2 separate regions of the Zea mays genome follow, and region 1 is linked to region 2. Evidence: chromatin contacts called from public Hi-C data. All regions are on one chromosome and are shown on one strand. The core of a region is the stretch at or near the end of the contact, and the rest is flanking DNA. Distances in the headings are between cores, read along the strand shown.

Region 1 (5,769 bases), core at 3,070-5,569, 830 kb after region 2:
AAAACCAACTCTTATACAAGTACACTGGCATACTTTGCACATATATTTTCATGATGTGGATTCTTTTTCCTTGCTCAGTAGCTGCTCTTATGTGTGATGCTGCTATTCTGTTGTTCCAGACAGCAAAGCAGACCCGGTTACAGAAGGTATGCACAGAATGCATATGGTGGTGTTGTAGGCCATCTTTTCTGTGTGATGTTCAGATGTGCTACATTCGTTATTTACTTTCCATGCATCTCTTTCTTAGATTTGGTTCTCTGGTACTATGCCTATGATTTCTATGAAAATTACATTATTTTCATTCCAATTGTTCAACTCCACTCGTCCAGTTCCGAATACTAGAATGTGGTGTGAAAGGTTGATGTATTGATTGGGTGAAAATGTGATCATTGATCTGAAATACTGGTTTATTTTTACTTGTTACAGTAGTGGAAATATTTTTCTATAAAATTGTTTGTCATTTCATTGGCAACATCTGTTGTTAAGCGTGACACAACCTTCCCAAAGGGTGAAGCCACTTGCTACATTAGATGTAAGCACCTGTATACATTTGTGTAATTATTTTGCAATCTTCTATTTTGTTGCACTTTCTTTTGATAAACTTTTATTCCTTGTGACTTCTACATTATGGCAGATGGTAGAATCTCTATGGACTCTGTACAAAATGTATGCAAGTTTGTTTGGGTCTTGATTTTTATGGATGTTCCTGTGTAAATTCATGTATTTTGTTTTGTTTGATTTATTTCTTTAGAAGTTGGAGCTCTTGCATGTTTGTCCTTACCAGTTTGTACTATCAGTTTGAAGGTAATGTCCTTTCGTGGATTATTGAAATTTTTATTGAGTTCAATTGTCTGTTGTCTAAAACTCTAGATAGCAGCTATGCAAAAAAAAACAACTTTGATTGTGAGCAACCTTTTTGTTTGAACTGCCATAGAGTTTAGTGAAACCTAACACTATCATTGAGGTAGCTTTTTCATGAGCAGCTAGGTAAAGTAGCAAATATCTTATGGAATAACTGATCATTACGCACACACACGTTGACTCAAACAGTCAAACCCTTCATACGATATACCTTGTAAACTTTTAATGTTTTCCTCTAAGAATTGATTAGAGTTGTACACTCATTGGACCAGTTGCTCATTTGAAACTGCCAGTTATAACTTACAATCTTTGATACTTGCTTTTTATAAAACCTTCTATTCAATTCCATGTTTCCATTTAATTTTTCTCTAGAAATAATGTGTTCCTGTTTTGCTTCAAATCTTGTTATTGTAATTAAATATCTTTTCCGAAAGAAAATATATATCCTTATATTTTTTTTGCTTATGCAGTTAACTAGAACTTCCAGATTGCAAGTACGAGCTCTGGCATCTCATGCATGTTACCCCTGAAATGCTAAACAAACACCCCTCTGGATTTCTTGTCAATAACAGTTGCATATTTGGTATTGAGTTCATCAAAGTTGTCGCTACCAAAGCAAAAACAATGTTACAAATAGTGTTTGTCGGGAAGATGAAAGTCTTTGACAAGACCAATGTTTACACTCTGAAGAAATGACCCAACTTGCCAGAGTTTAAAATCGGTGGTACATAGTGATAATCTTTTCATCTTGCAATACTTGACATGTAAACAAAACATCGAGAAATTTGTATATGTAACTCAATTCTTTCTTAGATCTGTTGGGTTCAACTGTGCTGTACATTTCAAATCAAAGCTATGATGATTGGTTAAATGTTGTAGGTTGAGAACATGTAACCAATTGTAAATTCTTTGTTATATGATATATAGAAACCGTAGCAACGCACGGACATCAAACTAGTAGGAAACATGAGGGAGTAGGTAACGTGGACGACAGGCACGCGCACACATGAAGTAACTGTGCTGTGAGCCTGTGACTGCAGAAAAGCACAAAACAATCTATTCGTATTATTCTCACTGTCAATCATCATTCTAAAATTATCCACCGACACCTAGCATGATAGAAAAAAGTCTCACATCTTGAATTCTTGATGCATGGTCCATTACAATACTACAGTGAGACAAGATGGATCCTCAGCACCACCAAGGTATTTCTAAATGATTAAGGAGACTAATGTACGACTCCCTAGCCTTTAAAGTATTGCTTTGTTTTGTTTTGTTTGCTTCTTGTTTAGTGTTACCAACTGCTCGGCGATAAAGAGCATGTAACATAATAGATATAGAACCTGCACATTCTAATGCAAAGTCAAAGCACCAATTTGGCACTGTATGCATGCCAAACCCAAAAGGTAACCATAATATCTGACTAAAGACATTGTCATATGGGTAGTCAAACAAGAGCAACCAGTAGACCACAGAAACATTCGACTGCAATTATATGTGTGAATGTGTAATTACTTCAAACAAATTTATGTCATCAGTCAATGCCTCAAATGTGTGACTACTACATTACACAAAAAAAGGTGGTATGGCTGCTAACTTTTCAACTACTTTCACCACTACTCTCCCCATGATGGAAAATGCACACATGAAGTCAAATTCAAGCACAAGTCGAAGCATCATTCTTCAGTGTTAAACTGACAGGGAACACTTCTCTGGAAGAAATAACTGGTGCAAAGCCAGCATGGCCTCTATAAGAAAGCTGAATCGCAGACCCTACTGACTACTGTTACACCATTCACATCATCTTCACAGCTTTCCCATTGTTCATATGCATTCGTGTATGGCAGTGTGCATTTACATTTGACAAAAGAAAAGAAAAATAATAGGAAACACCAGGATTATCATACAGGCTGATCTATTAGTCAAGTGCCATGATTTCACTGCAGAACATATAAGATTTGCCGATAAAGCAAAACAATTTTGAGAAACAATGTACAAAGCACTACCAAAACCTTAAGACACTTCACATTCATAATTCATTGTAAAGTTCAAAATGGCTAACAGAAGATTTTGGTAACGAAATTCTTGTATATATGAACACTTGTCGTTGTTAAGGTACGTACAATGGAAGAGTAAGTCATTAAAAGGCGTACCCAGTGCCGTAGGCTTCCCGCACTGTGTAGGGCCTAGGAAAAGGTATCTTTAAGTACCAAGCCTTACCCGCATAACATGCAGAGGCTGGGGCCCGAATCCGGGACCTTCCGGTTACAGACGGTAGGCTAAGAGTAAGTAATTAAGATCACTAAATAATACAGTTTAATATGAGGCATGGGACAGTGCCATACAAAAAGACAGCTCAGAAAAAGAACATATCTATGTTCTAACATTTTTATGTTAAGATATGAATTTTAATTTGCAAGCTTTTCAACTTACAACCGAATTAAAGGTATTCTAATACCAGTGATCATAAGAACTAAAGACAACATAACTTTGTTCAATAATTATCGATGTATTTGCTGTCTCCAACTAAAGTGGCAATCATGCATATCTGTTCAGAAAGAAAAGGATGGATCATGAATGTAAGAAAAACTAGGCAGGTTGAGTTTGTAGAAGATAGGAAAGGCACAAGTCATAAACAATACCATGACATTGAAGTCACAATCACTTGAAAAATCCTTACATGTGTCTGAAATTGAATTAGCAGGAAGCAACCAGATTGATTTGAAACATGAACAAATCATCCTTGATGCTACAGCCTTCACTACCATCATGGAGTCATGGACCAGGCTTCTTGCAAGCACAAGCATGTACACCCTAGAAGTTCCTTGTTTTCTTGGATGCTTGCCCCAACTCTGAGAGCTTCCCGTTTTGCTTGGGCAGGTAAGCACCTGATAAACACATGCCCCCCAATGGGGTACAAATAAAATCGGTCGCAATCGTATAAGGAATGTACACAGCTCATTCATCAGGAACAGAAGCATTAAACTCAGGCCATATAGACAGATTTAAAAAAAACTGATCAGAAAACCATCTGTTGCTATTTTTGTGTTCCCCTTCTTACCAGGCCTGGAGACGAGGTTGATGCGGGACCGCGGTGCGGCGAACATCCAGTTGTCTTCGTCGAGAGACCTCACCTCCCTCTGCAGCGCCTCCATCACCTCAGACTTGAGTTCTGCAAGGCCAACCAATCGGTCAGTCACTCTGACTCTCTGAGGCATTCACCTGGCACCGCTTGCAAAAGGGAGAGAGAGATAGAGGGGCGTATCACCAGCCAGGGCCTCGTCCTTGCGGTAGAGCGCGTCGATGGAATCAGCGACGTCTTCGGCGGCCGAGATGGTCGACCTCGCCGGCGAGCTCATCGCGCCGGCTCTTCTCGGATCTGCCCTCTCCACGTGGCTGAACTGGCGTTTCCGCCTGCAGAGTGCAGACTTCGGGAAACAGTGAGTCGGCGACAGAAGCTTGTCTCTTGGCCCACCTACGCTTCATTCTGTTGGGCCGACTAACAGCCCACAGGCCTGGTTCGCATAATTAACTCATCGACCCATCAGCTCCGTCTCCCATCCGACCGAGCGGACCACACCAATCCCACACCCCCACCCCCACCCCCACCCAATCGGAAGACCGTGCGGCCGCCGGCCGCGATCGGAGAAGATGGTGCGCAAGGCAAAGGTTGAGTTCGATGAGCAGCCACCGGATAACTTCGACCCGAAGAACCCATATGCGGACCCGGTGGCTATGCTGGAGTACCGGGAACACCTGGTGCGGGAGAAGTGGATCCAGATCGAGACCGCCAAGATCATCCGGGAGCGCCTCCGCTGGTGCTACCGCATCGAGGGGATCAACCACCACCAGAAGTGCCGCCACCTCGTGGACCAGTACCTAGAGGCTACACGCGGCGTGGGTTGGGGCAAAGATGCCCGACCGCCCGAGTTACACGGTCCGAATCCCTTCATGCCTCGTCTTACCCTTTGATCGGCATGATCGATAGGTCTATATGGCTGCTTCTTCTCTGGTTCGCAGAGCCCAAGAAGATCATCGAGGCGGAGTAGCTGCTGCCTCGGCTTCTCGTGCTGCTGTTCCTGGATTGGAGGGGTGAGGCCTGCTGAAACTAAGCACATTCTTTCCTTTCTATGTATGTTGTGTGGTAATCAGTCTGAGTGGTGGAAACCGAAATGCATTAGAACAACTCCAATCATGAGTTCTATAATTGGGCCTTATATTTTGATTTAGCTACTGCTACTCAAGTCAATTTGTTTAGGCCCAAATTGAAGGATAGACTCCAAACAGTGAGCCTTAAACCGTGTGTAGGTTGCAACTGCTGCAGGATTTCGGTCATTTGACGCCATCCGTCGCCCGTCGTCGCTACTCCCATGCCCGGCTTGTTCTTTTCCTTTTCCTGTCCTGAACTAGCCTCAATATACTGGAGACCAAGAGCCGACAGGGAATGTCTGGATCGTGCAGGAACCTTGAGAGAGATGGCTGATGCTGCAGACCTAGACGACCGATGATGCATTATGACCTACCACATTGCTCTCCTCATCGGAGTGTGCTTGCAACTGTATTACTGATTTGATGCAGGTTACTATTGTTGTAACATTGGCTGCATCCTTTGCGATCTCCTTTTTCCCCCCTCATCACATATGTGTACAGTGGCCTGTTCAATGCTTCATAGAAGCATATAGGCTGATGTCTTTTTCATCACTGTGCAACTTGCCACCAATATTCCATCTCTGTCGAGTCCAACACAGATAGAATTGTACTGTCTTTTTTCAAAGAGGTGCAGAGATCAGGCACACCAAAGCAGCAGCAGCATCCTATTGAAGACCAGGATTTTGAAGAATCTATAACTAATCAAGAAGCAGACCATTATGATTGTTGGTACGAGAGCAGGAGATCAGGTGGCACGAC
Region 2 (5,835 bases), core at 622-3,121:
CTGGTCGGTGAAATGGCGAGAGTAGACATTCATGTCGAGGTCGAGCGGCGGCATGAGCACCGGCGGCGGCGCCGATAAGCAGACCAGCGCGGACGACGACATGCTCGGCTGTCGGCCGCCGCCGTACCGGGTCGCGATGCACGCCAAGCGGTCGAGCTGGATGGATGAAGAGTGTTAGCCCAGGATTCTTTCATGCAGTGCAGTGTGGCGCTTAGGGTTTAAGCAGCGAGCTAAGTAGGTAGGGACTAGGGAGGGAGCGGCCGAGGCGGCACCAACCTCGTCCTTGAGCCTAGCGTTTTCGATGCGGAGCTGCTGCTCCTCGTACGACATCTCGCCGAGGACGGCGGCGTGGCCGCAGTTGGGGCAGACTACGTTGCGGATGGCGGCCTGCAGACGGTAGTTGTCGCTCTTGAGGCTCTCGTTCTCGGCGCGGAGGAGGACGTTGTCGGCGCGGTCCTGCTGCGCCTTCATCTGGGTGCGCCGGTTCTGGAACCAGAACTTGACCTGGCGGGGTTTGAGCCCCAGCTCCTGGCTCAGCTTCAGCCGCTGCTTGTCGTCCGGGTGCGGGCACTCCTTGAACAGCCTGTGCGTATGTCGTCCGTGCAATGCCGGCCATTGCCATTGCCATGCATGCATCCGTAAGAGATTATAATATATCGGAGAAGAAGATTATTATTATATATGAAAAGGCAAGCGTATATATGTGTGTGTCTTACGCTTCCATCTGCTGGATCTGGTGTGCCGTGTGGCGGTGGTACCGTTTCTTCTTGCCGTTGGCGGTGGCCAGCTGCTGCTGCTGTCCGGCGGCATCCGCCGTCGTCTGGAGCTCGAGGCCGCTGTGCTGCGGCTTCTGCTCCGGCCGGTCGTCGTCCACGTCGGCGAAGCTGAGCAGGCCGTCCAGGTGGCCGCTCCCGGAGCCGCCGCTGAGCTCCATCTCCATCTCCAGCTGATCCATGTCCTCGTCCTTGGCCACCTGGAGCGCACCCATGATGCCGCCCTCCTCCTTCTGCATATATACACAGGCACACGGGCGGGCCATACCATTTGAGACTCAAAACCCCGCGCTACAAAAGCTAGCGTTAAGGCGACGGAGTGCTCTACTTACTGGTACGAGGGAGGCGGCGGTGGTGGAGAAATGGTGGAATGGCATGGCGGCGGCGGCGGAGGAGGAGGACATGAACCCGGCGAGGGCGCCTGGGTTGGGGATGAAGAGCGTGTCCGCCGACGAGGAGGCCCCGGCCACCGCGGCCATCGAGGATAGGACCTGGCAGTCCCCAAACATACTTCTTCCTCCCTTCCTCGACCGGCCGGCGCGGCAGATCAACCGAGAGGAAAAAAATAAATGGAAGAACCCCTTCTCTCTTACTCCCGTCCCTGGCTGGCTCGCCTGATGACTGTGTTCCTCCGAATAGAAGCAAGCGGTTAAAATCCACGGCGAAGCATGGCAGGGCGAGTACAGGATGAGAGGAAGAGGATTTAGCGAGAGGTGTAGGAAAGGGAAAAGTTTGGAGGAAGCGGAGAGAATCGGAGAGGAGGAGGGGAGCGATGGAAGTGAAAGGGCGAGAAATGGGGGCGAGACAAGGGCGGGGGGAGTAAATACCCTGTCGGTTGTTCTGTGCCTCGGCGTACCCCGTGCTGGCCTGCTTCCTCCCTCTCCCTCGATTCGTCGGCCTTGCTTTGCTTGTTTGTTTAGTAGAGTACTCTACTAAACTCGGCTCCTCACCTACGCGCTGGACGCGGCGCAAGGTTGAAGACGGAGAAGAGGTCGGCCGCCTTCTCCTTCTCCTTCTCCTCCGTTTGCCCTGTGCTCTCGTCTTCCTCACAGCAGCAGCAGCAGCGACGGACACGGCCAGCCGGCGCTGTTACTTGTTGTCCACTGTGTCTGTGTGATGTGACGCCTCCGCTTTGACTTGTTATTCTGGCTTTCCTTCCGCGTGACTCGACCTGCGGCTGCGACGCGCTCGGCTGACTTCACGGACCCACGCGCGCTGGACCGTCACGGAGCCCACGTGGCAGCGACGGTGCTCTTCCCCTCCAGCGCGTGGACGCCCTGCGCTGCGCAGCCAGGAGACGCGCGCGGGGCCCGCGTGTCATACTCACGCACCCGTAGAGGCTGCGCAGAGCCGGAAAAGCCCAGAACGTATCGTGGGCGGGCGGTACAAATAAATGCGGTAATTAGGGGGCCAGATTACAGCGCGCGCGGGGGTGAAGGTGAACGACAGGCGGTAGTAAATGCATGCGTTGCGCGCAATAACTGCGCGGCACAGTAACGGGCGGGCCTGCGCCAGTGAAACCCGGGCGCGAGCACCGCCGCGTGCCCGTCACCGGCGACCGGCTCCGATCCCCCGCGCCGTTTCGCTTGCGTTGCGTTTGTGTCGCTGTCGCGTGCTTGACCAGAGTCTGACGAAGGCGTCAACAGAAGTCAACAGCTCACTCCGGCCTGTCGTCTGCCGGTCTTCTCCGATCCCTGCCTGAGGCATGCGCGCCTTCCTTTCATTCCCGCCGTGGCGCCATCCTAGGATGGGCCCGTCCGTCCGATCTGGCCGGCGCGCGATATCGGGCCCGCCGCGTGGCGAAACCGCGTTACAGCAAGGCGGCGGACATGCATGTGAGATGATGAGAGTGGTCTGCGCCAGGCTAGCTGTGGTGCAACGCTAGGCCTGTCCGTGCCCGGCCCCCGCCGGCCCGCCCCACCCGGCCCCGGAACCGGACCCGGCACCGAGTAGTACGAGTACGCATCGTCCATGCCGTGCGTGCATGCATGTGTTGCGTGCCACCAGAGGAGGAAACGAAGGCGGGAGCGTGCCTCGTGCGTACGTGTGCCACGCAGATTTTGCACAGTAATTGCACCAGGGGAGGACGAGGGTGCCGTACTGCTGCTGCCTAGCCTAGTAGCCTAGTCGGCTGCTAAGCAACCAATGCACGAGATCACACCAAATCTTCTCTTCTATTCCCTGCTTTCACTACGCACCAACCGAGATCACCGCTGATATCGACCAGTATTGCATGCCTTTTTCAAAAAGTGTATACTAGCAGCTCAAGAGTGCTAAGAAGGTAGTATTTGGTTTTGTAGCCTCAATTTATTCTATTTTAGTATCTAAATTGTCAAATACGAAAAACGAATTTTTTATAGACTAAAATAGATGGACTAAAAATTAGTCCCTAAAAACCAAACAAGCCCTAAAATCCATACTTTTCACACTTGTAAGAGCATCTCCAACAATGCCTCAAACTGGTGCCTCAAATTGAAATATGTGGCTCTACGCAGAAAAAAATACTCCAACAATGCCTCATTTTACAAACTTTGGTCAACAAATTATAGGGCATCATCTCAAGTGCCTCAAATATACTACACCGTAATGGGCTACCCTATAATCTAGATTTGAGACTTTACTGTTAGAGCGGGATGTTTTGTTGGTGTTCTAAATTCCATAAAATATACTCATTTTTAAATTATAGGGAACTTTTATTAGTCACATTGTTGAATATGCTCTAAAGGCTCTATCGGGTACCCAGGAACGTGGTACCCAAGGCCAGGCCTATAAACCTCTCTCTGGCCTATCTACCGACCAAGTCCTCGCCAAGCGAGTCTGCGAGGCGGGGCGAACGACTAGGTCCCCGTCGATCCAGTCTGCGAGGCGGGATGAACGACCACGCCCCATGTCGCTGCAAGGCGGGGCGAACGACCAGGCCCCCGTCGAGCCAGTCTACAAGGCGAGGCGAATGACCAAGTCCCCGCCAAGCAAGTCTGTGAGGCGGGGTGAACGACCAAACCCCTGTTGAGCGAGTCCGCGAGGTGGGGCAAACGACCAGGACCCAGTCGAGCCAGTCTGTGAGGCGGGTTGAACGACCAAGCCCCTGCCGAGTAAGTTTGCGAGGCGGGGCGAATGACCAAACCCCTGTCGAGCGAGTCCGTGAGGTGGGGTGAATGACCAAGTGCCCGCCAAGCGGATCCACAAGGAGGGGCCTCAATTCCAGAGTCTCTATAGTTACCCGCATACCCGAAAGAACACAACAGGTACACCATACCGGGGTGTATGGCTACGCACGCAAGGGGTGACGTAGGCCCGTGACGATAGGCAAAACCGTGCCATGTACTACCGCTCCATGGGACTGACCCAAGGGACCCCCCACGCACTACTATAGAGATGTTAGCGACGGACTAACTACAGAGGGTCGTATGACGAACGAGTGAGACGATGCGCCATACCAAGATTAACAACACATTTAAAGGTCTAACAAGTTTGTTAAGCGTTGAACAGGAAATTCGGTATGATGGACATACTTGAATAGTATATAATGATCAGTGAACAAAGATTCAACACAAGGTCAAATAACCAATGAGACAATGCAAATGGATATAGTACGGTCTCTATATTGGTTTGAATATATGGACTAGACCTGAGAAATCACTATGCATAAATATGATCATAATAGAGGTTGAAGTGATTAGAGGATTCGTCAAGCCAAAGTGAATAAGATATGAGGAATCGTGGATTGGCTTGACCATATTACTATATATTAGTCCATATATGCTTCTATGAGAATCAAACTAGAGCTTGATTGATCTTAGCATTTATATCTAGATGAAATTCAAGCAAGGTTCACAATATCGAAGAAATGATTCTCTAAATGGATGCTCAATATGATGTGACTCAAGAATGGCTTGATAGGGTGAAGATAGCAAGAAAAGGGCTTCGAGAAACTAAGAGAAGGTGAAGGCCAAGCGACAGCTTGTGGACCGAGGTACTATGGCTAAGGTGAAGAAGAGAGTACTTGCACTAAGTCGATGAACTAATCAGCTATGAAGAGTTACAATATGTTGATGCATCAGTAAGGTAACTTGAAGCCATGATTTGAACTCATATATGGTGAAATGGTATAAGTCATAGGGTTTGATTTGTGTTTGCTTCAAAAGGTGAGACAAAGATGTTTGTGATCCTTACGAAGCAACGGCATGGAGAAATCACACATGAGACACCAATGACTCAAGGAGTTTACTTAATTATATTTTATTTAACTTGAGTATAGGAATCGTCATACTATCAAGGGGATCCAAAAAGAAGGTTGGTGTTGGTACTAAAGCTCAAAATCTTTGATCCAAAACTTCTATATTACCCTTGTTAATCCTTAGTGAAAGTATGTAGTACAACCTTTTTAAGTCTATCTTGGCCAAAATTGCTCTCTAGAAAATGCCGGTTTTCAAGTTGGTTCAGCTGGTATTCAAAAACCAGCTCAGCCGGTTTTTGGACCAGCTCAGCCGGTTTTGACTCTGGTCCACCCACCAGCTCAGCCGGTCACTGAACTGGAATTCAGTCTGCTAGAAACCGGTTCAGCCGGTTTTTGAGCAGGAAGTCAAAAACGGCTAGTTTTGGAGCCCCACCTATATATACTCACTCCTACCTCTCTCCCCCATAGGAGAGCACGACTCAAACTTCATTCCTAACCTAAGAAACACCTCCCACTCTCTCTCACACACCTTTTGCCTCTCCCATTTCAAATATTTGGAGAGAAATCTTTGAGTGAGATTGAAGAGCTGCGATTTTTGTGCTTCATCTCCAAATCCTTCTTGTTCTTCTTGATTTGAGCTTTCGTACTACATCGAGTTCTTTGTGGATTCATTACTCTTGGAGCTTCTAGTGGGCTTGACCTTTGTGGAAGACTACTAGGTGCTTCTTGCACTACACGACGGTTGATCTTTAGCGACCCTTATTTGGGACCGACGGTTGGTCGCTAAAAGTTATGGACCGACAGTTGGTCGCTAAATGCGTTTATAGCGACGGTCTGTGGGTCGCTAAAAGTCTAGAAATTTAACGACTTATGGTCGGTCGCTAT

The links. Hi-C and Micro-C count contacts between places; a contact is called where the count stands out from the background.
Region 1: a Hi-C map of ear shows a contact between it and region 2, with 2.3 times the contacts expected there. The contact joins the promoter of LOC100277622 here to the promoter of LOC542009 in region 2. A contact is called at or near these places in 2 of 25 Hi-C or Micro-C datasets (bundle sheath and ear).

What each region holds. Positions count from the first base shown.
Region 1 is chr1:103,206,498-103,212,266 of Zm-B73-REFERENCE-NAM-5.0, forward strand. It overlaps LOC100277622, which reads right to left and starts at 4,320. Exons shown (of 3, transcript NM_001151134.2): 1 at 4,130-4,320; 2 at 3,923-4,033; 3 at 3,415-3,749. The coding sequence starts at 4,220. The coding sequence ends at 3,676. LOC100276847 (NADH dehydrogenase [ubiquinone] 1 beta subcomplex subunit 10-A) reads left to right here and starts at 4,430. Exons shown (of 2, transcript NM_001416002.1): 1 at 4,430-4,798. The coding sequence starts at 4,513.
Region 2 is chr1:102,375,716-102,381,550 of Zm-B73-REFERENCE-NAM-5.0, forward strand. It overlaps LOC542009 (OCL4 protein), which reads right to left and starts at 1,872. Exons shown (of 11, transcript NM_001350876.1): 1 at 1,601-1,872; 2 at 1,106-1,394; 3 at 717-1,006; 4 at 277-583; 5 at 1-156. The coding sequence starts at 1,282.